Linked DNA regions of Oryctolagus cuniculus: region 2 is linked to region 1. A link is a contact called in public Micro-C data. All regions are on one chromosome and are shown on one strand. The core of a region is the stretch at or near the end of the contact, and the rest is flanking DNA. Distances in the headings are between cores, read along the strand shown.

Evidence for each region. A called contact is a pair of places that touch in the nucleus more often than the background predicts.
Region 2: a Micro-C map of ear pinna shows a contact between it and region 1, with 1.8 times the contacts expected there. The contact joins the promoter of PLCG1 here to the enhancer-like site in region 1. A contact is called at or near these places in 2 of 6 Hi-C or Micro-C datasets (ear pinna and skin fibroblasts).

What each region holds. Positions count from the first base shown.
Region 1 is chr11:17,764,368-17,771,223 of mOryCun1.1, reverse strand. PLCG1 (phospholipase C gamma 1) reads left to right here. Exons shown (of 33, transcript XM_070051835.1): 28 at 1-21; 29 at 1,994-2,108; 30 at 2,224-2,385; 31 at 2,473-2,567; 32 at 2,667-2,854; 33 at 3,028-6,856. The coding sequence ends at 3,070. ZHX3 (zinc fingers and homeoboxes 3) reads right to left here. Exons shown (of 4, transcript XM_051846104.2): 4 at 6,842-6,856. Among named protein-coding and RNA genes, the nearest start is that of PLCG1, 34 kb to the left of the region's middle. Within about 2 kb of position 3,448, at least 3 of the 8 cell types and tissues checked have an H3K27ac peak or open chromatin away from gene starts, as enhancers often do. A contact at or near this core is called in ear pinna, where this site is marked.
Region 2 is chr11:17,798,242-17,805,097 of mOryCun1.1, reverse strand. PLCG1 (phospholipase C gamma 1) reads left to right here and starts at 2,809. Exons shown (of 33, transcript XM_070051835.1): 1 at 2,809-2,824; 2 at 4,170-4,495. The coding sequence starts at 4,279.

The sequences.
Region 1 (6,856 bases), core at 2,199-4,698:
CCGTGTGCCATCTGCATTGAGGTGGGTGGTGCTTATCTGGGCTTAGGGTGGGAAAGGGGCTTCCCGGCTGAAGAACGTTTATGCTGAGCTTGCCAAGAATGGGGCTCATTGGTGTGAATGGGGAGGGGCAGAACACCAGCAGAGTGCGGCGTTTCTGTGACTTGGCTGGGGAGGAACACTGGAACTGGGCTCTGCTGAAGCTGGAGCAAGACGACTTCTTGAGAGGGGGAGTCAGCAACAGACCCCTGCTGGGAATGAGTTGCCAGTGGCAAAGGGCAGAAGCAGTTGAGATAATTGGTCCCTTTTTGGAGCCCAGAAGACAGGCAGGAAGCTGGGGTCACTGTGGAGCCCGACCAGAACTGGGCTTGAGCGAGACATCAGCTCCCTCATGCCTCCTCACTCATTTGGAGCCAGCCCAGTCTTGTGGGGGCCAGGGTCCGGGAGGCCTGAGCCATCTGGAAGGAGGAGTGGGGGTAACATGAGGTATACATCCTGCTACTCTGATGAGGAGAAATCATTTGAAAGACTTCCATATTAAAATAGATATTGGTAGGCTGGCACCGTGGCTCTCTAGGCTAATTCTTCTGCCTGCGGCGCCGGCACACCAGGTTCTAGTCCCGGTCAGGGCGCCGGATTTTGTCCTGGTTGCCCCTCTTCCAGGCCAGCTCTCTGCTGTGGCCAAGGAGTGCAGTGGAGGATGGCCCAAGTGCTTGAGCCCTGCAACCCATGGGAGACCAGGAGAAGCACCTGGCTCCTGTCATCGGATCAGTGCGGTGCGCCGGCCGTGGCGGCCATTGGAGGGTGAACCAACGGCAAAGGAAGACCTTTCTGTCTCTCTCTCTCACTGTCCACTCTGCCTGTCAAAAATATATATATATATATATATATATTGGTGTCATACGAAGTAAATTACAAACTTCACATGAAATTTTTGGCTAGCCATGCACAGCAGACTTAAGGGTGTAGTTTGTAAGTATGATCTGTAAAATAACTGAGATGCATTCTCATGTATACCTGTGTAAATAGATTTGTCAACTAAAATGTACTTTAAATCAGTTTATTTACAGATTTTACCCATATAAATTTAAAAAAAAATTTTTGGCTAAAGCTAAGATAACTTCAAATAAATTCTTATAGGTAGGCCGGCGCCGCAGCTCACTAGGATAATCCTTCGCCTGCGGCACCAGCACCCTGGGTTCTAGTCCCAGTTGGGGCACTGAATTCTGTCCCGGTTGCTCCTCTTCCAGTCCAGCTGTCTGCTTGGCCCGGGAGTGCAGTGGAGAATGTCCTAGGTCCTTGGGCCCTGCACCCACATGGGAGACCAGGAGGAAGCACCTAGCTCCTGGCTTTGGATCGGCACAGCGCGCCGGCCGTAGCAGCCACTTGGGGAGTGAACCAACAGAAGGAAGACCTTTCTCTCTGTCTCTCTCTAACAACTCTGCCTGTAAAAAAAAAAAAAAAAAAAAAAAAGACTTATGGGTAGCAGCTCCCCTGGACCACTGTTAGGGCCCTGATTCAGTAAGGGGCTTAAAGGCAGCATCGTTGGGGCTGGTGCCGTGGCTCACTTGGTTAATCCTCCACCTGCGACGTCGGCATCCCATATGGGCACCAGGTTCTAGTCCTGGCTGCTCCTCTTCCAGTCCAGCTCTCCGCTGTGGCCCGGGAGGGCAGTGGAGGATGGCCCAAGTGCTTGGGCGCCTGCACCCGCATGGGAGACCAGGAGGAAGCACCTGGCTCCTGGCTTTGGATTGGTACAGTGTGCCAGCCGTAGCGGCCATTTGGGGAGTGAACCAGTGGAAGGAAGACCTTTCTCTCTCTCTCACTGTCTATAACTCTACCTGTCAAATAATAAAAAAAGAAAAAAAGGCAGCATCGTTGGTGGCCAGCAGAGGGCACACTGCCTCCACTTCACAGCTGCTCACCCTGTGCCTTCCCCTGGGAACCTGGGGTAAAAGGAAAGACAACCCTGGCCTCAGCTTTGGCTGTCTCACAGGTGCTGGGGGCTCGGCATCTGCCGAAGAATGGCCGAGGCATTGTGTGTCCTTTCGTGGAGATTGAGGTGGCTGGAGCAGAGTATGACAGTACCAAGCAGAAGACAGAATTTGTGGGTAGGTCTGCCTTTTCCAGGTACAACCTCCTCCTTTGGGAGGCTTTGCGGACCCTTCCCACCATTCACCCCGTCCTCTCAGGGTGGGGCCTGAAGCCGTCTGCTCTGATTTGCAGTGGACAATGGACTGAACCCGATGTGGCCCGCCAAGCCCTTCCACTTCCAGATCAGCAACCCTGAATTTGCCTTCCTGCGCTTTGTGGTATATGAAGAAGACATGTTCAGTGACCAGAACTTCCTGGCTCAGGCTACTTTCCCAGTGAAAGGCCTGAAGACAGGTGAGGTCCCTTCAAGGTAATGTTCTAGTGGGTAGGCTGGGCCCTTGCTTTCTCTCCTGGGCTGAACGCCGGTGCTGCTCCTCCCAGGATACAGAGCAGTGCCTTTGAAGAACAACTACAGTGAGGACCTGGAGTTGGCCTCTCTGCTCATCAAGATCGACATTTTCCCTGCCAAGGTAGCAGTAAGTAGGGTAGCCTGCCTGGGCTGGGCGGAGAGCCGGGCAGCGGCCTCCCCAGAGGCAGGGCTGTCGCTGACTAATGTGCACTGGCCCTTGTTGAAGCAGGAGAATGGTGACCTCAGTCCCTTTGGTAGCACGTCTCTGCGGGAACGGGGTTCAGATGCCTCAGGCCAGCTGTTTCACGGCAGAGCCCGAGAAGGTTCTTTTGAAGCCCGCTACCAGCAGCCGTTTGAGGACTTCCGCATTTCCCAGGAGCATCTTGCAGACCATTTTGATGGTCGAGAACGAAGGTGAGGGAGGCAGAGGGGCAGTGGGCAGCATAGGGGAGGGGCAGTGCAGCCAGGAAGACTGTCCAGTTTGTTGTCTGCTTCTCTTGGGGAGAAAAGCTGTAACTGTCTGCGTCGGGGCTGCACTGCTGGGCTACAAGTTCCCATTGTAAGCAAGGACGTTCTCTTCCATCCAGGGCCCCAAGGAGGACTCGGGTCAATGGAGACAGCCGCCTCTAGTTGTGCTCCCGCCTTGTTGGAGAGCAGCAGGGGTGTGCGCCTCGTGGAGCGCCGTCAGCTGGGTTCTTCGGAGCAGCCTTCCTGGTCTCGCAGCCTGGAGCCTGGATTCCAGCAGGGAATGCTAGACAACCAAGCCATTAATGAGATGTACTGTTTGGGGCCTCCAAGCCCAGCGCTGGGTGAAGGCAAAAACTGTAGTGGGTCTCGCATTAAGCACACACATCTGGCTCTGACTTCTGGAGGTGGATCCTTCGATCATGTGGGGCCAGGACCACAGCCGAAGCCCCGTGGAGTGGCTGCCTCAGCCCGCAGCACAGGAGGCTCCAAGGAGCCGCTGAGGTTCTCAAGAGTGGAGAAGAAGGAGGAGCCTTGCTGGGCCAAGGAAACAAAGTTTACATTGTCCTGTAGCTTTAAAACCACAGCTGGGCAGGGTAAGAAGCTAGACACCCCTGCAGCCAGGACAGAGGAATGCAGGGCCTGTGTGGGGAAGGGCTCTGCCCAGCCCGAGCGGAGGACACAGCACAAGGGCACATCGCCCACGGCTGGGGATACCACCTAGCCTGAAAGATAACAGGGGATCATGGTAAAAATAGCAGTATTATTTTTCTTCTCAGTGGTATTGTAGCTGAGTTAGTTCCTCCTCCTCCTCAGTCTCCTCCTGTGAGAGGGGAGCGGCAGGTCGCTGGCAGAGCTGTTTTGGAAGCTGAGAGGCGTGCTCAGAGAGGAGGAGCAGGTGGGCAGAGAGGACGCAGCCAGGCCTATTCTGGTGGGGTTTGTTGTTTAAGGCAAAGATGACTCGGTGTGCTTTCTCTTAGGAATGAGAAAGGGATTAAGAAGCTGCCTGTCTCGTGGGGAGGTGTGAAGACAGGCAGGTGCAGGATGGAGCTGCCGCATTACTGCAGCTTCTGCCTAGTCACAAATAAGATGGAAAGGTTTGGAAAGGCAGCCCCCACCTGAGGACAGAAACGGGTCCAGGCCCGTGGGCGCAAAGGTGCCTCATAGTACAGCCAGCATCCAGCACACGCAAACCCACTGCCCGTGGCTGGGCTCTGGGTTGGCCATTTGCTAGTTCTCTTGCCCTCTTAAAATCTGACTGCCAAATAAATCATCCTCATGTCCCTTTTCCTTTAACTTGTATGTTTTTGGGGAGCCCAGGAAGGCCTGTCCCTGAGTAGTTATTCAGCGGTTGAAGCAGGTAAGTAGTTTCGGGAAGCTTCTTGGGTCCAGCATGTCTTCCCTTCCTCTGGGCTAACATTAGACATGGGGCCACTCTCTCCCAGCCTGTCCTCTGCCAGTGTGACTGGATAGCATGCATTTCCTTGCTGGAATCCACGCTCCAGCCGGCTTTGATGGTGGGTGAGGAGCGACCAGCACCCTCTTCTGGTTCTACAGAAACCTGTCGTTTCAGACAAGAAGCTTTCAAGGGTGTGTTGCCAGGTGCCACTCTGGTTGCCTCTGTAACTCGGAACCCAAATCTCCATGCCTGGAGCACTGGTTGGAAAGGGCCTTTTCCCACAGTTCTGTTTTTGTAGTGGTTTGTGCTAGAGTTGGACAAAGATGATGCCACTCTTTTTTTTTTTTTTTTTGACAGGCAGAGTTAGGGGGAGAGAGAGAAGGATCTTCCTTTTCCGTTGGTTCACCCCCCCAAGTGGCTGCTATGGCCAGCGCGCTGCCCCGATCCGAAGTCAGGAGCCAGGTGCTTCTCCTTGTCTCCCATGCGGGTGCAGGGCCCAAGCACTTGGGCCATCCTCCACCGCCCTCCCGGGCCACAGCAGAGAGCTGGACTGGAAGAGGGGCAACCGGGACAGAATCCGGCACCCCAACCAGGCCTAGAACCCGGGGTGCCGGTGCCACAGGTGGAAGATTAGCCTAGTGAGCCGTGGCGCCGGCCACCACTCTGTTTTTAAATGTTGCATGTGATGCCCTGAACTGGATCTGACAGCCACAGTGCTCAGGTTCTGGCTGGCCTGGGGCTTTCTTCCCAGGGCTTTACAGCTTCTGCTCAGAGAGGGGGTAGGAGGAGGGAACTTGGGCTCTCATGATCCATGTTTTCCTACTGCAGATTCTTGTGCACCAGGGAGAAAACATTCCTAATCAGGGAAGGAGGAAGTCCGCTGGCCCTTCAGTTGGGGCCCACCTGTGTTGTCTTTATTGGCAATGACCCCAGAGTTCATTGGTTACTGAGTTCTGGAACATGGCCTGGGGGAAGCACAGCCCTGTTCCCTAAGGCGGCTTCTCAGACCCCTGGCGCACCTATCTTGAGCTCCTGACAGCGTACACTTTGCTTCTTCCTGCAAACGTTTGGCTCTTCCTAATGGAAAATATGGCAGTCCTCAGTCTCACCAATTTAAACATGAATTTCCTGCAGAGTGGCCCAGGAGGTGCAGCAGGGTGGAGTGTGTGTGCTGATGGGGCTGGACTCTCACCTGGGCCCGAATGTCTTGGCATCCAGCAGTGGCTTGCTTCACCCCACACATGCGGGCTGTGTCCAGTGCACAAATTGATTAGCACTGCTCTCCACCCACAAGGCTGTAACCCAGGGAGTCTCGGCCTTGGGAAGCTTCTGAAAAGTAACAGTGCCTGGGGCCTTAGCTCCAAGGTAATTTTGTCAGAGGGAGGCAAAGTCACTGATCCCAGGGGTGCTGGCAAAATGAGCGGATTCCCTTGCAGCCTCCAGGCTCTCCTGTCTGCATCCTAAGACTGTTCCTGGCTGGAGAGCAGGTTCAAAGCAATAGATGGTCACTTTGTCCCCAAGGGACACACACAGGCAGCATTGCCCCGGGGTTCAGCAACATTGTCTCCTGCCACAAGACCAGTGAAGGCAGGAGCAGTTTCTAACCTCAGTTGAGGAAATTGCCACCAACAATTAACTGTGGTCATGAGCAGAAAGAGCAGGGGCCTCACTCCTGACCAGAAGCATCACTGGAGAGCTGGGCCTGGGGCAAGAAACTCCCTGTTTAACCCGAGTCCAACATCTTCCTGTATCACTTATGTTGGCAGGGTGGGGCCACACCAACACACCATCATGTTATCCCACTGAACTAGCTCAGTGGGCAGAATGGGGTTGTGGATCAAGCTCTGTCAGCCGGAGGGCCAGTGTGGGTGTGCCGTTGCCACTGCCAGAGGCTGTGCCCGCCACGGGCCCAGCTAACGAGCTGCAGGGTTCCACAGCACTCTGGTCTGGCTCTTCAGCTTCAGCACAGCTGAGTCCCCAAGACAGGCTGGCCTCGGGCTCCAGAAGGAGAGTGAGGAGCAGGCCCCGGTATCTACCTGGGACCAGAATCACCACTGTGCCTTGGCATGTGCCCCAGGGGTTTTGTGTTTATTTCAGGGGCACCCTTCAGTTTCTGCCACAGGCACTTGGGACTACCCCACAAACCCTGTCGCCTGATTCCTCCAGGAGGCCTCTGGGTCCTTAGCGCGTATTCATCAGTCCCCTCAGCAAGTGCGAGCTCTGCTTGTCGGCTCTTCACTCCCAGCAGGGTAGACAAACGCCACACCACGCCAGCGTCTCACGAGAGCCCTGGTGTCTCCAGATCTGCCTTTGCCCTTTCAGCACAGTTTCTAAAACAACAGCTCCTTCACAGAGAACTCCTGACAGTGACCTCAGCGATGCCAGCCTCAGGGAACCGGAAGCTCCTCTGAAGTGCGCTGAGGGAAACTGGCTGCTTGTGCATCAGTTTAAGGTCAGTCTTGGCCACAGAGCAAGTCAGCAGATAGTGTTCTGAGCTTGTTTGCCCTGACCTCCCACATAGACGAAGGCAGCAGATGTAAAATGTATTTACA
Region 2 (6,856 bases), core at 1,560-4,059, 35 kb before region 1:
AAAGAACCCATCTGTGACAACACTGAACAAACTCGTGAAAAACAGAAAACATATTAGGTAGGGATGATTGGGAAACGTATTGTGAGGGTACACAATATGTTGTCCATATATATGGGAGGCAGCATAGTACTGACTCAAGAACCAGACTAAGTTTTAATCTTGTCTCTGCCACCCATTAGCTGTGTGACCACGGGCATGTCTCGTACTTTCCTCTGGGCCTCAGTTTTTCACCTGTGAAATGGGAATAATATGAACACTTGTCCAATACAGTTGTAATGAGGAAGAAATGAGACAATATGTACAAAGCAGATATGCAGTGTTTACTATATGCCAACCACTGCTCTGAACGGTTATTAAAAACCAGCTGGGAGGCCGGCGCTGTGTTGTAATATGCTAAGATTCCACCTGCGGAGCCTGCATCCCATATGGGCACCGGTTCATGTCCCAGCTTCTCCTCTTTCTATCCAGCTCTCTTCTATGGCCTGAGAAAGCAATGGAAGATGGCTCAAGTGCTTGGGTCCCTACACCCACATGGAGACCTGGAAGAGGCTTCTGGCTTTGGATCGGCTCAGGTCCGGCCATTGTGGTCATTTGGGGAGTGAACCAGCAGATGGAAGACCTTTCCCTCTGTCTCTCTCTCTCTCTCTCTCTGTAATTCTACCTCTCAAATAAAATCTTAAAAAACAAAAAACAACAACAACCACCACAAAAAAACAGCTGCAAGGCCAAGCCAACAGGGCCAGAAGAGGGCTGGGACTCTCCCCAGGCTCCAGGCCCAGGCGTGATATAGGCCAGGGCATGCTGAAGCATGAGTGTTAGCAGAAATAGGCCCATGCAAGGCTAGCCTGGATGATGTCACAGGCGTGTGCCTTGTGTGGGTGCAAGGCTGCTCCTCTCAGACAGTGCAGCTGCAGGCACTGCCAGCAACACCCACACACCCAGAGAGATGCTGAGCTGGGGGAAGCCCACACCCCAGCCACACCCTTTGTGTGCCCTGCTTTTCCTGAACCTCCTCTGATGGCAAGAGGCACCTGAGCCCTGGGATGCTGGCCCAGAAGTCCCAAGAGGAAAATGGGACCCTGTTCAGTGACTAAAGTCTGGCAGCAGACTGAAAACTCAGGCTCCTGTTGGCAGCCCCTGGGGTCCTGCCACAGAGGCAAGAGTGAAGGCACGGAAGCCTGGGGCTACATGTTGGGAAGCTCCCAGAAGAGAGGAACCTATTTCAAAGGCGCATCACAGCCTGTAGGTCGCTGCAGTTGGCACAGGAAGCTTGGAAAGAACTGCAGCACTTAGGTGCCTCATAGGAAAATGGACAAGACCAGACAGGCAGGGAGGGGCTCTACTCACTGCTCACCCCTCCCCCACACACTCTCCTTCACTGAAGAAACTCCAGCCTTCACTAAACTTAACCACCTCTTTCTGGCCTCCTGCCTGGAAAGTACCTTCCTCCAATCAACTTTTAACAGCTCACCCAGCCACCTACTCCTTCCCATCTGACCTCTGCGGAGCCACAGGGAGGCCTCCTCACTGTGTTTTCTTTTCTTCTTCTTCTTTTTTTTTAAACAGGCAGAGTTAGTAAGAGAGAGAGAGACAGAGAGAAAGGTCTTCCTTCTGTTGGTTCACCCCCCCAAATGGCTGCTATGGCTGGCATGCTGCGCCGATTCAGGAGCCAGGTGCTTCCTCCTGGTCTCCCATGCGGGTGCAGAGCCCAAGCACCTGGGCCACCCTCCACTGCCTTCCCGGGACACAGCAGAGAGCTGGACTGGAAGAGGAGCAACCGGGACAGAATCTGGCGCCCCGACCGGGACTAGAACCCGGTGTGCCAGCGCCGCAGGCGGAGGATTAGCCTAGTGAGCTGCCGCACTGGCAACCTCACTGTGTTTTCTTTCATCTGTTCTTTTCCTCTGGAGCCCTCATCACAAGTGTCTTTACAGAACAGAGTGCTTATTTGTTTAAGGTCTGTTAATCCCCCGAGGGGCTGGGCTGGATCTCCTGTTCTCCTCACGCTTCGCAGCTCAGCGACAGCGGCACTTTGAGTACAAGCCACGCTCTGACCACTAATGTTCTGCCAGGTTCCCTGTGCCAGTAGCCATCTAGCCTCATGCCCACTGACTGCTCACCACCAGGACTTACCTAAGCCAGAGGCCCTCTTGTGAGGCAGAAAACAGAGGTGGATAGGTTCAAGTCCCCAGTTGTGAGTGACGTGGCCGCTCGGTAAGTCATGTAGAACTTCTCTGAACGTCCTCATCAGTAAACTGGGGACCAGTGTCCCTGATTAGAGGGTGATTATGAGGACCACGTGTGATCAGGATCAGCCTGCCTCCCACTTCAAAGGCTTGTCACTAGGTGGCAGTCCATCTCAGCTCCCCCGCTGGCCCTTAGTTGACAGGAGCCTAGTGCTGTGAGCCTTAGGGGCCACACTTGAAGGAACCAAAAGTGCAGGAGCATGCACACACACGCAAGTTACTACCACCGCGAGATAGTCAGAGGCAGCTCCACACACCTAGTACTGGGTGCGGTTGCCTGAACACATGCTCTCCTGTCCTCACAAATCCCAACTCACCTGGATCTTTCTCCGGAAAGCTCTGCTGGGCCGCGCCTCTCTGAAATGCAGCACCTGGCGCAACACGTGTCAGGCATGCCTCCCCATGACCGCAGATGTCCTCAGTTTTCACAGCATTCAGGAAGACGAAGAGGGTGAATGATTCCAGACAGAAGCCTGCTGACGGGAGGAGAGAGAGTGAAGAAGCCAGGAGATAGGAAGGGGCCAGGCCCATCAGAACCTGCTGTGTGCCACTCAGGGCGGGAGAATAGTAGACCAGAGGTAGGTGATCATGGTTTTATTTCTTTTAAAAGATTTAAACATGGAGAACAGACGCAGGTGAGAGAGGCCACGGCCTGGTGGGCTTGCAGGCAAAGTGAACAGGCCTCGGTGGATCTGACCTGGGGCAGACAGAGGAATCGAGGTTACTGGCCAGGTTTTTGGCTTATGCAATCGAGAGGAGTTTGGTGCCATGTTCTGAGAAAGCGAAGGCTGGGGAGCCGTGTGGGAGTGTGGGTGAGGCAGCCGCATTAGGTAGCAACGTGGTGCGGACAGTGGGACGTGGAGGTGGAGGCACTGGTACCGGCGCACTGCGTGAAGTCAGGTCGCTATGGGTACTGGCCCAGGACAGAGTCCAGAGCGAGGTCAGGAAAACCAAAGTTCAGGAGCGCACCTGCAGGAGGGGTGTGAGGCAGGGCCTGAGCCCGCCTCACGGATCCGACCTGCGTCCTGCCTCGTGGGGAACGAGGGCGAGGAGCAACGGGCAACGCCAAGAGAGGGAGAGAGACAGGGCCGCTGGGGGCTACAGGTCAGGTCTCCAGACAGCGCGGGCGCGGGTTTAACGAGCCCTGCGGGGGATGCTCACGCCCGAAGCGCTTCTCCGAGGAAGGGCACCTACGCAAGGGCAGGACGGACGTGGGGTTCGCCTTCGCAAGGGCGGCCTGTGGGCCAGCTCTGCGCGGGCAGGGGGAGGGGGCGGGACAGAACGCTGTCCATCAGAGCCCGCTGACCAATCCTCGGGATGCCCCGCCCCCACTCCTCCCCGAAGAGGGCGCGCGGAGAACCCGCCTCCGCCGCCGCCGCCGCCGCCGCCGCCGCCGCGGGTGTGAGGCGGCCCGGCCTGGCCCGGTTCCCTCCGCCGGGCAATTCGCCCAGGTAATTGGGTTTGGCCAGGCGGACCCGAGGGGCGCGTCGCACCCTCACATCTTCTCCAGGTGGCTGTGCGGGCGGCGCGGAGGCTGCGGTCGGGCCTGTGCGGGACAGTGGGCGGGTGGCTTCGCGTGCACGAGCGCCTGACTGACGGGCCGGTCGGTCGCGGGCCTGCAGCCTGTGGGCGGGGCTGCCGTGCGTGACGGGGCCGGTGGAGGCCCCGCGCCCTGCCGGGGTCGCGTGAGGAAGCTCTGCGGGGCCGAGCGACGGACGGATTGCTTGAGAGCGGGGCGTACCATGGCGCCCCGCGCCCCCGCTTGCGGCCTGGCCGGGGGTCGCGGGGCGCAGGCGCGGTGGGCCGGGGGCGGGGGTCCTCCCCACGGGCGCGCGGGCGCCTTTGTTCCTGGCGCGCGGGCGGGGCGGATCCTCGGGCCGCCCCGCCTTCGGTGTTTAGGCTCCGCCCCGTGTCCGCCCGCAGGAGCCGCCGCCGGGTCCCGGTCGCCGGCCGCCTCAGCTGCCGCCTCCTCCTCCTCCTGCTCCCGGCTCCTCCGGCTTGTGCCGCCGCCGCCGCCCCCAGCGTCGGAGCCATGGCGGGCGCCGCGTCCCCTTGCGCCAATGGCTGCGCTCCCGGCGCGCCCTCGGAAGCCGAGGTGCTGCACCTCTGCCGCAGCCTCGAGGTGGGCACCGTCATGACTTTGTTCTACTCCAAGAAGTCGCAGCGGCCCGAGCGGAAGACCTTCCAGGTCAAACTGGAGACGCGCCAGATCACGTGGAGCCGCGGCGCCGACAAGATCGAGGGGGCCAGTAAGTGCCGCCCCCGGGCCCGCTGCGCGCGCGGGGCTGGCGAGGCGCGCGCGGCCGCGGCCCTCCCTGGCGACTTGGGCAAACTTTGGGCTCTCCCCACCCCCACTGGACCCGCCCCCGCCTCGGCTCCGGTGCTCACTGGGGGGCGGGGATCATCCAAATCCTCGGTCACCTGATAGGACGCCCCCTCCCCCGGCTGGGGGGACTCCTCCAGACGTCTTTCCCTGAGGCCTAAAAAATCCTGGCGGACTGGAGTCCAGCGGGGCAGGCGTCGAGCCCCTCCAGTCCCGGGAAGGAGCGGCGGTGGCGGGCGAGGGGAGCCAAGCTGCGCCCACCCTGCCCGCGATCGGGGCCCGAGGGTCACTGCCCTCCCCCTCTGCAGAAAGAGCGGTGCGAGATTCCCTGGGTCCCAAGGCTGGGCTCTTCATTGCAAGGGAACCTTTGGGTTCCCTGGGTAAAAATTAGGCAGATGTTGAGGTAGGGCTGGTTTTGAAACAGGGCTAGGCCTGCTCATCTGCTTGGGGAGGGAGAAGAAGGTGGTCCTTTCTGTCTTGGCGAAGCCTGAGAAAGGCCGCTTTTACTTGCTGCTGCTTTTGTCCCAAAGCTGAGTTTTTGGAGGCCTATGCCGGTGCCCAAAGCCGGGGCAGGCTCTTGGGTAAAGGGGCTGTGCCCTTGCACTTGGAAGCACCCACCTGAAGCTTGGCCCCAGACAGGCCAGTCCAAGTGCCTTGGCGTCAGGTACTCCTGTCTCAGAGCGGGTAGCCTGTTTGGGGTCTAGCCCTTTGTGTCCTGTGTCCGGTGGCCACAGGGAGCCGACAGTGGCTCCCCCCTTGGTTTCCTGCCTCTGTGCCTTGCCAGGCCTGAGCTTGGCTGCTTTTGCGCAGGTCTCTAGTGGGAGGAGGGGGTTAGGGGATTTTGAAAAAACCCCAGATCTTTCAGTGTGTTACTGCACTCACTGCATGCCTGAGCTGTGGCCGGATGGGCACTCAGCTCTGCCCTCCTTTCTCTCTCGCCTTCCTGTGTGAACAGATGATGTTTCTGTAACCCCAGGCTGTGGGTTGTTTCCTCCAAGGACCCCCCAGAGATGGGTACTAGAACCAGGGGCATGTGGAGAAAGGGGTCAGGAAGCGACAGCCCTGGAGAGGCTCCCACCGAGGTTCTTGGGTCTGGTGTGCATGCGTGTAGATGAGTGAGGAGATTGGGAGGAAGGAAGGTGTTGTGGTAGCAGCCGTCCTCAACTACAAACTTCAGATCTGATAGAGCTGCTGAACCAAGAAATGGCAGCTGCCTTCCTCAGTGCCCTGTCAGCCACTGGAAGAACATTTTAGTGATTTGAGAGACTGGATTCTGAAGTGGAGCAAGAACAGGTTGCAAAGAGCTGGGACAGTTCTGGGAACATCATACTCCAGGTCCACCCTTGCTTTGTGATACTCCCTGTGCTGAGTTGGTGGCAGGAGCTTCCCAGATAGAGATTGCTTGGTATTTTTTAAACCATGTTGGGGACCAGCAGGCAATAATTGTAGCACAGTGTTTGAAGGCAGGTCTGGATTTGAAGCCTGTGTGTTGGTTGTATACTCCTCGCCTAGTTATATAACCTTTTCTGAACCTTGTTTTGCCCATCTGTAAAATGGAGGTAATAATACAGCAATCATAACTGGTTGCACTGGGGACTAAATTAGATGATTGATGTAAAACATCAATACCTACACATTGCAAATGTGTTGATACATTGTAGATGTTTAATAAACTGACCTGTTAATAATAAGACTGTGGCTGCCCTCCTAGGGAAGGTTGAGGGGCTTGGAGTGTGGCTGTAGGAGGGGGTGAGGGTACAGGAAGGAAGGAGGATGGGGGTCAAGTTCATGTTTCACTTAGCTTGCTACTGGGGGAAAGGGAGGAAATGGGTTTTTGTGTGTGTGTGTGTGTGTGTGTGTGTTTTGCCCTAACCTATCTACCCACTTTTCCACCCATCTCATAAAACAATGTAGAGAGTAGAGTGTTGCACATTTGGCTCCTTGTTTGTAAGTTGGGTCTTGAACAGAAGGAAGTAGTGTGGAGAAGGCACGCTCTAGTTTTAAAGTGTCCCAGGGCTTTGAGGGATGGAAGCAGGAGTATAGAGGACCTGATTATCCCCTTCTCCTGGGGTTGGTCAGCCAGAAGTATGCAGATTCAGTGATCTCATCATTTAGCTGGGATTTGAGAGGACTGGAAGGCGGCCTAGGGTATAGAGGCATCCTGGTCCTTTCCTTTTGGGGGCTTAGATTAAAGGGGCCTGGGGCAAAAGTGCTTCTAGACACTTGTGTGGAGTTCAGACCCTGCAAATAGAGCGTCCCTCTGGAGCCCCGCATTGCTTCTCTCCAC